Regions from separate parts of the Mus musculus genome. Here all the other regions are linked to region 1. A link is a contact called in public Hi-C data. All regions are on one chromosome and are shown on one strand. The core of a region is the stretch at or near the end of the contact, and the rest is flanking DNA. Distances in the headings are between cores, read along the strand shown. Region 1 overlaps Trpm3 (transient receptor potential cation channel, subfamily M, member 3). Region 2 overlaps Trpm3 (transient receptor potential cation channel, subfamily M, member 3). Region 3 overlaps Trpm3 (transient receptor potential cation channel, subfamily M, member 3). Region 4 has its middle 94 kb from the start of Trpm3.

Region 1 (3,177 bases), core at 292-2,791:
TTGGTTTGGTTTGGTTTTGGAGACAGAATCTCACAATGTAGCCTAGGCTGAATTCAAATCTGTGAACCTCCTGCTTCAGCCTCCCCAGTGCTTAGATAACAATCACCACTCCCACAATCTTTGCTAATACTTGTTTTGGTAACCTGGGTAGGAAGGACATTCATGTGAGAGTCCCGGGTTATGTCTCTTTCTTTACTTCTATTCTCTATTAGCTACCCAGCATTCCTACACTCAATCAGAAGGCACATGATTGCCGAATTGGTTATATACACAGCCCAGACGTTGTGCACAGCCCTACCTTCTGAGTAGGTCCTAGGGTTCCCAGTCCACATCACTTAGCCTAGCCCGGACTCTTGTCCTCAAGACTAGAGAACTCTGACAATGGCTTTGGATTCTAGAAGTACTTGTAAACAGAATCCACTCGGGCACCCTCCCACGTAACACCGTTTAAGCCTCTTCTACACCAACCCGACACCTGATACAATCAATGCAAAGCCGTTAGCTAGAATTGAGGAAATCTGACCCTTGATATTTGAAAATGACCCTGTTTGTATTCTGAATCCCTTGAAGTCTTTTCAATAAAGAAGGGTATTTGACTGTTCTCGAGCTGCCACTGCTTATAGAAGCAACTGCATCGTATTATCCGTTCCGTCTACAGACCTGCCAAGAACGATGGGTTGGAGGACAGAGCCACTTATTTGATTCTGAGAATATGTTTATTCTGTGAACACTAATGGAAAAAAAAATAGCAAAACTACCACATGTCACCTCTCAGACTGAGGTGACCCTGCTGACTAGAAAGCAGATGCGCATTGCGTTGCTGGCTTCTTGTAACAGCTACAAGCATCGAAACATCTTAATGAATTCAAAGTCTGGAGCTGTTCCCTGTCTGTCTGTCGGTGATTCTTATTTAAATAGCAAACCCTGTTTAATTGGCTCCAAAGGTAATCAGGCTAGACACATTTGGGGTGCTAACCGACAAAGGAGAGGCAAATAAATTACAAAGAAAAAATCTGAATTTCTCTAGATCCCAATAAAAGTAAGAAAAAATTTCATTCTGCTGTGTGTACATGCTTTAAAACGTATCTTTCACTCGAAACCATATGCTGGGGGAATTACTTTTATATCTGGGGATGAACCTGAACCCAACATTGGTATTTTCTTTCCAAATCTTAGTAGTCCTTCAAAATGGCTAACGAAAAAACAACAACAAACAAACAAACAAACAAACAAAAAGAATGACTAAACTGAGGTGGAATTCAACATTTCAGCCTGAATATTCAGCCCAGCCAAATCTTCAGGCTCTGAATTAATAAACTCATTCCGTCTGACTTGATTTTAGGGTCACATTGAGCCAAAACCAACTTCCGGGGCTTGGGAGCCTTGCTTTGAACAGAAGGCTGTTTGCTTGTTCCCAGTGGGAATACATTATGCTGAGTGATGGCTTCCTGTTTGTCCTGGAGGGGCCTCCCTGGCCTGAAAGAAGTCACAATTTGGGTCAGCTCTCTCTGCAGGGGCCATTCCTGACAGCTTTCTTGGGATAAATGAGATCTGAAACATCGGGCTTTCAGTATATGAAAAGGTCTTGGCACAAAGCCCCCGTCTCTCTACAGAGGGCTCTGACTTTGAAAATGCCCTGCATGCTGCAGTTTTTCCCCAGCCCACAGGGACTCCTGCTGGGGCATCTTGCTAGGAGGTCCACGTGCTCCCGTGCTCCCCACGTGGATAGATTAGATGTCTGTGGGAGGACTGCCCAGAAACTGTTGCACCTTCTGAAATGACAATGCAAGGTGCCGAAGGGTAAAAATAGCCCTGGATCAACACATGAGTCAATGGCTGTATTTAACCAATCTTCTGTTAGGGAACAAAAAAGCCTTAAAATGCCACCATGCTGAAAATAACGGGCAATTAAAGCACACCGAACCGAACCCATGATATGACTTGTGGCAGCCAAGTGTTCTCCAGAAGCCTCCTTCTTGGAGAGCTAATTGCACGGGGTTTCCAGTCTTTAGCTTCCCCCTCAGGTTTCCTACTGAGCCCTTTACTCTTTTATATTTGAGAAGCATAGATTCACCCAGGCACCCAGGGCAATACTATTACTGCCTGTCATTTCTGATCATTTTCAAAAAAAAAAAAAAAAAAAAAAGTGCCCTGTACTGCTAAAGTCTTAGAATGCTACAATCTGAAATGAGCTATTGATTGCCTGGAGGATTTAGAAAGGGAAAGTTGGTGTCCAGAGACAATATTCAACAGCTTGGAACAATTAATTCAAGGGACAGCACACCTGCATAGTACTTCAGGTGTGATGGATAGCCAATTACCAGGTCTCCGCTTTCCTAATTCTTGATCTCTAGAGAGGTTCTGCTGGGGTGGGCATGTTCTCTTTCTCATCTTGCCTGAGTGTCTTCCCTGTGTAACCCATCCCGGAAAGGAAGCTATCATTAAAAGAAAATGGAAAGACCATCTCGAAGGGAGTTTGAATGGGACCAGAAGCCTAAGGGAGATGGTGGCTGCCTCAAAAGGGTGTGATGCAAACCACAGCAAGAATGGAAACGGTGGTCGTACTGAGCAAACTTGCCCGGGTTGACTAGGAAGAAAAGGAAAAGTATTGCTTTCAAAGGTAAAGTGGTCAGGTCTAGAAACTTGAAACTATAATAGTACAATGTGTGTTCCCAAGTGCTAGAATCTTAGGTTCAATGGTATGTAACGTATCCATATAGGAAAGTGAACAGTCAGAAGCTGCAGAAGGAACAAACTCAAACTGGGAGACAGCAGGAAGGAAGGAAAGGGCAGAGCAGAGAATTTTTAGGTCATTGAAGTGGTTTTGGTTTTTTGGTTTTTTGAGGGTTTTTTTGTTTGTTTGTTTTTGTCTTTTGGTTTGTTTTTGTTTTTGTTTTTTGTTTGTTTGTTTGTTTGTTTTTCAAGATAGGGTTTCTCTGTGTAGCCCTGGCTGTTCTGGAACTCACTCTGTAGACCAAGCTGGCCTCGAACTCAGAAATCCGCCTGCCTCTGCCTCCCGAGTGCTGGGATTAAAGGTGTGTGCCACCACCGCCTGGCATGCTAAGCTGCAATGGCTGATATTACCTGTCTTTACCTGTGTAAAACACAAATACCAACAGCAATCACTAGGAAAAACTACAGATTCGTGTGACGACATTGAATGATTATAGATTCATA
Region 2 (3,177 bases), core at 172-2,671, 250 kb after region 1:
AATTCATTTCTCCTCTGCTTATCCAAAGCCTGTCATCTTATAAGAACATAACATCCTCTCTAGAAACCAGGCTTCTCCAGGACTGCTGGCTGTTCTGCCCTCTGCTCACACATGAATTTTAAAGTCGTATTGCCAAATCTACATGCATACATAGTACTAAGGAGGAACAGCAAGTGCATGGAGGACTCCACTGCCTCAGATTCAACAGAGACCTGCCCTTGAGAGAAAGCAACGCCAATACACTTATCCACTTGTTTCCCCTCCATCCCAGCAGGATAGCAAAATATCCTGATCTACATTTCTTCCTTTTGATCTGGTATCAGAGTGGGGAGTTCTCTATCAAATGTTTCTCCCAGCAATGCCACACATCCCTTCTTATCATGCTTCTTCTGTGATATTGCCATAGGAAGGGTGCTTGCTTTGTTTTGTTTTGTTTTGTTTTGTTTTGTTTTTTCAATAACCCTTTTTGTTACTCTATCTGTGGGTTCCATCTTTTCACTTTGCCAATTCTTCAATGGCATTATTTTCTTCTCTTCTTATTTCTTAGAAGTAAGGCACCCACATACAGCCTTCAATGGCATTATTTTCTTCTCATTCTCAAACTTCTATTTCCTCTCCTCCTTCCCTTCTTGGAGCCGCACCATGTGCAGTTTTTGGTATTTTTCCTTTGTGTCATTTTTAAGAGAATTTAAAAATCTTCTACCATGGGAGATTGCATCAATTTCTCCTTGAAATTCCATCAAATTTCTCCTTTATGTGTTTTGAGATTGTGTTCCTACAGTCATAAGATTTTATACTTGGCCCTATTTCCTAGTGAATCGCTGTCTGCCATGATTCATCAACCTTATTTGTTCCTGACAATGTCTCTGCCTCACTTTTCAGCTCATCTGGCATTAATACAATTACATCAGCTTCTCTCAATCATACTTTCCTGGAAACAAAAGCTTCTGTGCCCTTTCCTTCATTTCCAGTCTTTCTATACCTTACCGCTAGTTGTGTTTCTCAGGGTGTATGGCCTTTGTGTTTAATATCACTTAGATAGAGCTAATACGGTAAGCCTAGCCTATTTACATGTGCTCTGAGCTCTCTGACCTACATAAACTATTTGCATTTTATTCCATCTACAAGACACTTTCACCTTTGAGTATTTCAGCAGAGTGCCCCCTTTTCTTGGTAGCAACACACACTTCTTGCTGGATTCAACAATGACCTGTTTGGATGTTAGTCACAAAACTGTATTTCTGGCCTTAACCTCTCTTTTCTCCCATCTCCACGAGCATAATTGAAACTTGCCTCGGAGGCCTTGCTTGGTTTCCCATTGTTACTTTAAATTTAAATGTCTAGAAACAACAGTCTCTCCAACTCCCTCCAATGCCTCCCACTCCTGCACCTCCACAACTCCCTGCCTCCCACACCTCCCACACCTCTGCCCTCCAGTTCTCACATCATTTCCTCAGTCCTGTGAGCCTTAGCTCCTCCCTTTTCCTCTCCCTACACTGCCACCACGCGCAGAATCACTGCCAAGCTGTCTTGGCATCCTTTTGATGTTGTCTCCGGTGTTTGGCTCCTTTGCTGTGATTCCAGCAGCCCCCATTCTCACTTTCCTTTACTAGAACTATAGGGATTGTTTTTCCCCGATCTTGGGAAGGAGACCCTTTTTCTCCTCCTTTAAGCTTTCTGCACACTGCTCCTGGCTTCACAATTAGGAGCCCAGTTCAGATTCTATCACCCCCTTGCTTGGGTGGCGTCACTGTCTCCAAACTAATCTAGCTTTGTATTCTGGATGCAGCTGGGCATGATGCGTAGTGCTGCATAGTTCACGCAGGATTCTTCACCACCCTTCTCTCCCATCGAGTAATTCAGGCTTCCCAAGATCCTAGTTCACTTGATCAAAACAAACTATTCTTTCTGCTGCCATTGCCACTTGTTCAAATCGTATGCAATGGAGAGCACCCAGTTGTGACATTTCCTAACTCTTTAGTACAACTTCAACAGGGAAGTACAGGGAATAGATTGCAGTTGCCTTGGAACCTGTGCCTAAGCTGCTCATGGTGGGAGCTGTTCTACATCATAGCTCACATTGAGTCCCTCCCACAATTCTCTCTACTAGTCTTTCCGATAAACTGGATTAAATAGCAGGTATTTTAAATGAGCTACCTGACCTCAGGGGTAGGAGATTGAGCACGTGAAGTTGATTTTAATAATGACCCATTGAGCCATTATTTTATATAAGTCTATTGTTCGTTACATTTCTCTCAAACAAAGGATTCATACACTAGACTTTCCCATCAAGGCAAAATGTGATTTCAGAATTATGTTGGAAGATAAAAATTAAATAAAAGACTACTAACTCCAAACTCATTTATTGCTTTGTCCAAGATAGCTTCCCAATACTACTTGATTAAGAGTTATTGTGGGGTAGAGGAGGGGATCTGAAATTGTATTCCTATCTCAAAATCTAGAGCAATCTGCAGTTCTACCTCATCACATGATTTTGTGTAAAAGCCTCAAGAGTTGCAGTAATTACATCACTCTTATTTCTTACTCCTTTCCCAAAGGTCTGAGAACAATGTAGTCACTGTCTGGGTTTATTTTGGCTTTCAGTTCTACGTTGGGACTTTACTGAAGACCTGATGACTTGAACCTTAAAAACAGAATAGAAATCTCTTTTAATTATAGTTTGTGATAAAAATTGATTTAACGTTGTAATTTTCTGAGTATTTGAGAGACTCTGTGATGGACCTCCTGGCTGCTGTGAGATGGGAGCGTGGTTTTGCTACTTACTCCCTTATAGCAGGTTCTCATTTGTAACAATGATTCTAAAATCAATAAACACAGGAATGGCAATTAGGGGCATTTATCCAGTTTATCGAATTAGGGTGGACAGGAACGAAAATGAACCAATTTTTTTCTTAAACTTTATCGGTCAAAAGTCCCTGGACCTTTTTAACTGTATCAGTTTAAAAGATTGGGCCACTGTCCAATCTTAGTCAATTTGGACTGCAACGGAGTAAGTAGCTTATAAACAAAGTTTATTGCCCAACGTTCTGGGAGGCAGTAAGTTTTGGAACAAGGTACCAAAAGACTGGGCATCTGGTAGGGAATTTTTCGTAAATGGTGGCTTTTTGATGAGCCTCCAGAAGACGGAAAGAGCAAGCAAGCTTCTTCAGACCATGT
Region 3 (3,177 bases), core at 202-2,701, 200 kb after region 1:
ATTTTTCCTTTCTCTTTTGGCACCCTCAACAAACAGGCTGTCCCTGTTCCACACTGGAAGCCAGGTTTCCAAACTCAGCAAAGGTCTACATGCCGCAGCCCAGAAGGCAAACACTCCAGTCCCCAAACGCAGGCAGGGGAATGCTCGACCCTAACAAGCCTTGGCATCTCTGGGTCCACGTGGGGACGTGTGGGCAATTCCTGCTGGAAAGACGCAGAGTGGAAAAAAAAAAAAAAAAAAAAAAAGAATAGGTGTGTGCCTTTGCCAAATCAGGGCGGGTGAAGATTGAAGCGTCAGCTTTCCTGGTCATCAAACAAATCCGAGCTGAGCCCTGCCTCATTAGCAGCATCTCGTCTACCCAGAGGGAGAGCACAGGAAGTGTGCACCGTCTGTGCTGCACATTAGGAATTGTTATGAAATCCTGGGGGAGGCTGGGAAGCAAGCCACAACTGAGCACAGCATGCCTGCGTGAAGTCTAGGCAGCCGTTCCCTGCACCTTGCTTTCCAGCCTCAGACCCTGGCCTGTTGAAACACAACAGCATGTGTTTTGCCCTGTTGATTTATATGTTCCCATTGGTCAAACACTAAGAACTATTTCACTAGACGTTGTTGTTCATAAACTTAGATACATAGGAAATGTCGCCTAATGACACTATCAAATAGACTCTAACCTCCCTTCATATCATGTTTTCAGTTCAAACTTGCTATAAATATTAGTCCCGCACCCTCCCCCAACCCTGTGCTAGTTAGTTTTCTATCACTGTAAAAAGCTTTTGAGCTTACATTAGTAAGTCGATTCTTTACTTACAAGCAAACTACCAAAGTAGAAAACATGGGTATAAATGAGACGTTTTCACTAGTGAAACTCCCATTGCGAGTTTCCTATACAGTCCCTAGTAGCTAGGTCCTGGGCTTGACTTGCTAGGGAGTTCATCTGCCAACAAAAGCAGCGTGCCACCAGTACAGCTCAATGTGCAACAGCGCTCCGTTTATACGCACGCGTGTTTCCAACTTAGTCATTTACCATTGCATACTCGGGATAAATGAACTAACAGGATTTCCCTTCTACAAATTCCCTTAGAACATTATCTAGGCCCAAAGGTGCACAAACTGTAGCCCAGGAGTCAAATCCATCATATCTATTTTTGTAAACAAAGATTTACTGCAACATTTGTTGTTGTGAATAAAATATCTCCCGATGGTTCTGTGCCACGATCACAATCCTCTGGCAGAGCTGAAAAGAAACGCTTTCTCTGGCCCTTCAAGGAAAAGGCTTGCTGATGGCTCACGCTTTAAAGTAGACTCCTAGGAACATTGTGGATGGGCATTTCGGGTCTCACCCCGTGAACTTTTCCTGTATTTGCTTGAGCAGGGACACACTTTAGATGTCAGCTGTTTTGTTCTATTACCTCCCCCTGCAGCTTAAGCTAAGCCACTAGCTCTCAAAGTGTGCTCCCTGGACCAGCAGCTGCAACAGCGCCTGGAAAACTGCTGAAACACAAATTCTCACTGATCTGAGACTCCCAGGGAGGGGCCAGTGTGGGATTTCAAGCAATGACCCCCACGAGTGATGCTGATGGGTCTAAAAGAACAGCCTTTGTCCTTGCAGACACTGGCAAGAGATTTCCACACACACTGCTTCTTCCAATCATTTTCAATGAGCAAAGTACTTCCTTACAGTAGGATTGCAATTCTAGGGCATCCCTGAAAGGGCCATATTTTTACTTAATAATCTCAAGATAGCCTTCTTTTAGATAATAAGGTCACGAGTTATTACGGCAGCCACATAGATTTTTGGTGCCAGAAGCTACAAAAGGCAGTTTCACATAGACTATAGAATAGGACAAAAAAACATTAAATACTCCCATGATTGAGGTCTCAGAGAACCTACTGCATACCTCTGGGCTATAACTCCCAACTTCTCATCATCATACTGGATGAGTTTAAATGATAATGTGGTGTGGCATCCATCTCCAGATGAGAAGTAACAGGATCCATCTCTAGCACCACTGAGGATAGGCTAGGCCATGAGAAAAGTTTTCAACTGATATCTTCCCCCCTAACAGATTAGCACAGGTGCCTCTGAATTGCAGCTCTGTTCCTTTGCTTAATCATTGAGTTCTCTGGGGCTTCATCTCTCCTCATGCAAACAGAGGAATAGCTCTGATATCGAACAGCTGGGGTTTAGAAGGAATGGAAAACGGAGCCCATGAAACAGTGTGATCAACAGTGAACAAACAAACTCAGGGCCTCTTTTAAACACCCTATACTGCTGTCTACTTTAAGAAATATCAGAAGTGACCTTGCGCTCCATAAGTGTGTAACTGTGTGTAAAGGTTTGTCCAGGATTCAGCTGTTCCAGTTTATAATTAGTATACTGCAGTGATTATCAGTGAGGACACACACACACACACACACACACACACATAAATGTGCCCTGGTTGAATGGTAAATCAATTGATCCCCTTAGTGTAAGACAACACTTCATTCCAAACCCAAAACGCAAATGCAGCCTTGTTTGGATTCATTTGTAATTACCTTCTTTAAAAAGCACATTACCAGCCGGGCGTGGTGGCACACGCCTTTAATCCCAGCACTCGGGAGGTAGAGGCAGGAGGATTTCTGAGTTCGAGGCCAGCCTGGTCTACAGAGTGAGTTCCAGGACAGCCAGGGCTACACAGAGAAACCCTGTCTCGAAAAGCCAAAATAAATAAATAAATAAACAAACAAACAAATCTTAAAAAAAAAAAAAGCACATTACCATCATTATTTGCTCATAAAGAGCTATCACTGTATTAAGAAAAACACATACCATACAATGAAAAACAGTATTTTTTCACTTAGAAATAGATTTGCACTTCCAAAGTGGAAACAGGGGCTGAGGTTGTCTCAGCACTGTCTCAAAATGGCCTCTCAATGGCAACACACTCTTTGTTCTGTATGTCTACTCTTGACAAGAACCATATTGAGAGTCCGGCACCACAGCACCACCGATGGGGAGTCAAATGTCAGTATCACTGTTGAGACTGCTGGAGATAATGAGGTGGTGTGGGATCAGTTCCAACACCCCCACCAGGCAACAGGATCTCCCAACACTTTACCTAGGGAGGTGCCTGGCATTCATTCCCTAAGGAAAAAGCTAGCATCCCTCATCCGAGGGCTTTCAGAAGCTAGCCC
Region 4 (3,177 bases), core at 344-2,843, 200 kb before region 1:
TTCATCCTGTGTCTAAGGGAAACAAACACTTACCGGCAATTTCCGCTGTAATTAAAGTAATTTACTGAAATTAAATCATCTGAGCAACAAACTGATCCTATTAGTGATCAGAAACTCTGGAAAATGTAAATCCTGAAGTGTAGACTCCACAGTTGTTCCTATTTCTCTGTTCCATCTATCGGCTGTGTGAGCTCATATCACATATAGATACACTGTGACATTATGGTATGTGCTGCAAAAAACAAGTAATGGGTCTCATAATATAATTTAGGACTCAAGCACTAGCTTAGACTGTACCATGACAAACCACAGGGACGGTACAAAGAAGAAGTGGGCAGAGGGGGGAGGTCCTGATAGAATGATGGACAGGAAGGTCTTTGATGCGAGGTGATTTTTAAGAGAGTCAGAGTCATCTTGCAGTAGTACCTCAAACTATCTACAAAGAAAAGGGCCAGGGCCAGGGTCTTGCATGATGACCAGACTGTGACATTAAGGACAAAGATGTAGGCTGGAGTGGAGTGGGGATCAGGCAGCGTGGAATTACATTGGGCTTCACACAAGGGGCAAGATCACATACAGAAAAACATAGTTTGTGCTGAAACCTTATGCTTGCTATCATCTATCTATCTATCTATCTATCTATCTATCTATCTATCTATCTATCTATCTATCTATAGCTATATATAGATAGCTTTGAGGCAGTTGCTTATTTACTATTAGGGTTTGTTTGTTTTATTTTAGTTAGTTTGATTTTTTTGGGTGGGGGCAAGGTCTCATGTAGCTCAGGCTGGCTTCAAAATCCTTTTGTAGCCAAGGCTAGCCTTGGACCAGTCTTTCTGCCTCCACTTCCCAAGTGCCAGGATTACAACTATGCACTATTATGGCCAATTAGATGAGTATTTATGGAAAAATGTGGGGTATCTAAATAGGAGCCTGAATATTTGGTTTTACAGATCTCAGGATGGAAGACGCGTACTGTGAGGGAAAGTAGACTGCTATGCCTTGAAGTGTGCGTCCTTAAAACTCACACATTGAACACATTGCTTTTAGCATCCTGGAATGTGTCTATATAGGAGATGAAGTCTTACAAGAACAAAGCTAAAATGACATTAAGAGAAGCCCTAGTGTGTCAGGTTTTCTCATCGGGAGGAGGTTAAGACTCGGACAGGAATACAAGAACGACCTGGTGAAGGCAGGAAGAAAAGAAACACAGCAAGCAAAAGAGAGGCTGCAGAAGAAACTAACATTGCCAGCGCTTCATCTTGAATTTGTAGAGTTCAGAACCATGAAATCCTCGTGGGGTGGGGGTAAGGTCCGGGTCCTGTTGTCTAAGCGCTAAGCCTCCCCTGCCCCATTTTAGTGCTTTGTTCTAGCAGTCAGGGAAGAATATATGTGGGTATTTAGAATCTTCCAGTGTAGTATGCAGCACTAGCCTGACAGCTTTAGCAGTGGTTTGTGCATCTTGTTGCACCCCCACCCCACCACCCGCCGCTCTTATATGGCTCCCTCACACGCTGAATTGTATTCCTCTCTGTAACTGATTGGAAATGAGGTGACTGCCAAGGCTGAGTCACGTAAAACACTGTGGCATTGCCTTGTTTTGTCATGGCTCACTGCCTCTGAAGAAAGCCAGCTGCCCCACTGTAAGGACATTGTAGCCTCATATAGAGGTTCGAATGTTATAAAGAACGCAGACCGTGTCAGGTGGGCACGCTCATGAGCAACCTCTAAGTGCCCCAGCTCCGCAGGACCCTGGATCCATCCTCAGTACACACCTTGAGTGACACCCCGCCCAGTCATGCTGCCTAGTCTTCCTGACCTGTAGTAGGGATTGTGCGATAATAAGTATATATTGTAGCCGTAAACCACTCAGTCTGAGCTGGGGGCAGTTGGTGCCGTAGCAACCGATTAGTAATATAAAAAATTAAAGAGAAAAGGACAGCGGCAATGCAGCTACCTTCTTTCTGGTGAATCTAAAAGTGGGTCAGCGGGATTTCATTCAGCCCGAATTAAAGAAAAAGACGTTCGCTCCGCTGCAGAGAAATCTGCAGCCTGGGGTGATATTTTTAAAGGCCCAGCTAAATTTTTGTCTTTTAGAGTTTTTGAAACTTTGGCATTTTTCCCAAACTCTGTAAGAATTTCTGATGGTAACAACAACACCTACGATTCATTTAACAAAGATTTAAAGCACATTTTTTTCACATCGACTTCTGTGTTCAATTTAATTTGGAAGACTGCAGTTCTCTAGAGTTCCCTGGAATTTGTATAACTTTCTAAATTGATCAAAGCTCTTCCCTGTGGAAGGATGGATGCAAGTTTTTTTTTTTTTGATGTAGATGACACCTTTGAAAATTAAAACCTGAGTCCTTCCCACCCTAGTATGCCTTTTAATTTTGCATCAACTACCTATACCAAGAACTGAGTGGCTGACAGTATCTACATATATTTAAAACCACTGTTTCCTAGAAAATGAATATTTGATATTGAAACTTTAATTGTCAAATTGTATCCAGAGAGAAAAAGTGTGCTTTGGGCTATAAGTGAAGTTCATTTACAAAATGAACAGTGAAATTCAGTCTTTGGCAAAACATGGCCATTCTCCTGAATCTTAGTGGAAGGTCAGGAGGGACGGGGAAAGCTAGCCAACTGTCAGCAAGTTGCAGTCAGGGTAACAGACCCTGGTCTTCTGCTGCACAGAGGGTGACTGTAGGTGGAAATGGATAGATTAGACATTTCAAAAATCTGAAGAGGTTTTGTAGGTTTTACCATAAAAATCACAAATATTTAAAGCAATATTTAAAGTTTAACCTGATTTAGATATTGTGACATGTGTTCACACATCAAAATAATACACAATAATACCCCACCCATATATAGACCTTCATGGTTTATATGTCAGTTGAAACTAAAGTTTCTAAAGGGTATAAGATTTATTCTACTTCCTCTTATCTTACCCTATGCTATTTAGAACAGAACAATTCACACTACTGACTAGTGAAGCAGGAGTGTAAAAGGAGTGGCCTGGCTAGTCCTGTCCTAGCTACGCGTGGCGTTTCATATTTGTTTGTAGAGTCCGGAGCTTGGAGTTGGTTACTTTTGGATAAGGATGCAGGGAGTATAGACATCAAATATGAGCTCACGGAAGGAAACCCACGTCTACAGTGACCCCACTGATAG

The links. A called contact is a pair of places that touch in the nucleus more often than the background predicts.
Region 2: a contact with region 1 is called in a Hi-C map of cerebral cortex, with 2.6 times the contacts expected there. A contact is called at or near these places in 3 of 484 Hi-C or Micro-C datasets (the G1E-ER4 cell line, cerebral cortex and liver) and 1 of 130 datasets of targeted methods (PVALB interneurons).
Region 3: a contact with region 1 is called in a Hi-C map of cerebellum, with 2.7 times the contacts expected there. A contact is called at or near these places in 1 of 39 promoter capture datasets (liver), 7 of 484 Hi-C or Micro-C datasets (brain, cerebellar granule neurons, cerebellum and 3 more) and 1 of 9 other capture datasets (embryonic stem cells).
Region 4: a contact with region 1 is called in a Hi-C map of cerebral cortex, with 2.6 times the contacts expected there. A contact is called at or near these places in 27 of 484 Hi-C or Micro-C datasets (the AML12 cell line, the AtT-20 cell line, the G1E-ER4 cell line and 16 more), 1 of 130 datasets of targeted methods (fibro-adipogenic progenitors) and 1 of 9 other capture datasets (embryonic stem cells).

The regions. Positions count from the first base shown.
Region 1 is chr19:22,553,075-22,556,251 of GRCm38.p6, forward strand. All of the region lies in intron 1 of Trpm3 (transient receptor potential cation channel, subfamily M, member 3), which reads left to right. Among named protein-coding and RNA genes, the nearest start is that of Gm33649, 79 kb to the left of the region's middle.
Region 2 is chr19:22,799,195-22,802,371 of GRCm38.p6, forward strand. The region is part of intron 8 of Trpm3 (transient receptor potential cation channel, subfamily M, member 3); the gene reads left to right. Among named protein-coding and RNA genes, the nearest start is that of Mir204, 50 kb to the left of the region's middle.
Region 3 is chr19:22,753,315-22,756,491 of GRCm38.p6, forward strand. The region is part of intron 6 of Trpm3 (transient receptor potential cation channel, subfamily M, member 3); the gene reads left to right. Among named protein-coding and RNA genes, the nearest start is that of Mir204, 4.3 kb to the left of the region's middle.
Region 4 is chr19:22,352,623-22,355,799 of GRCm38.p6, forward strand. It overlaps a transcript of Trpm3 not described here. Among named protein-coding and RNA genes, the nearest start is that of Trpm3, 94 kb to the right of the region's middle.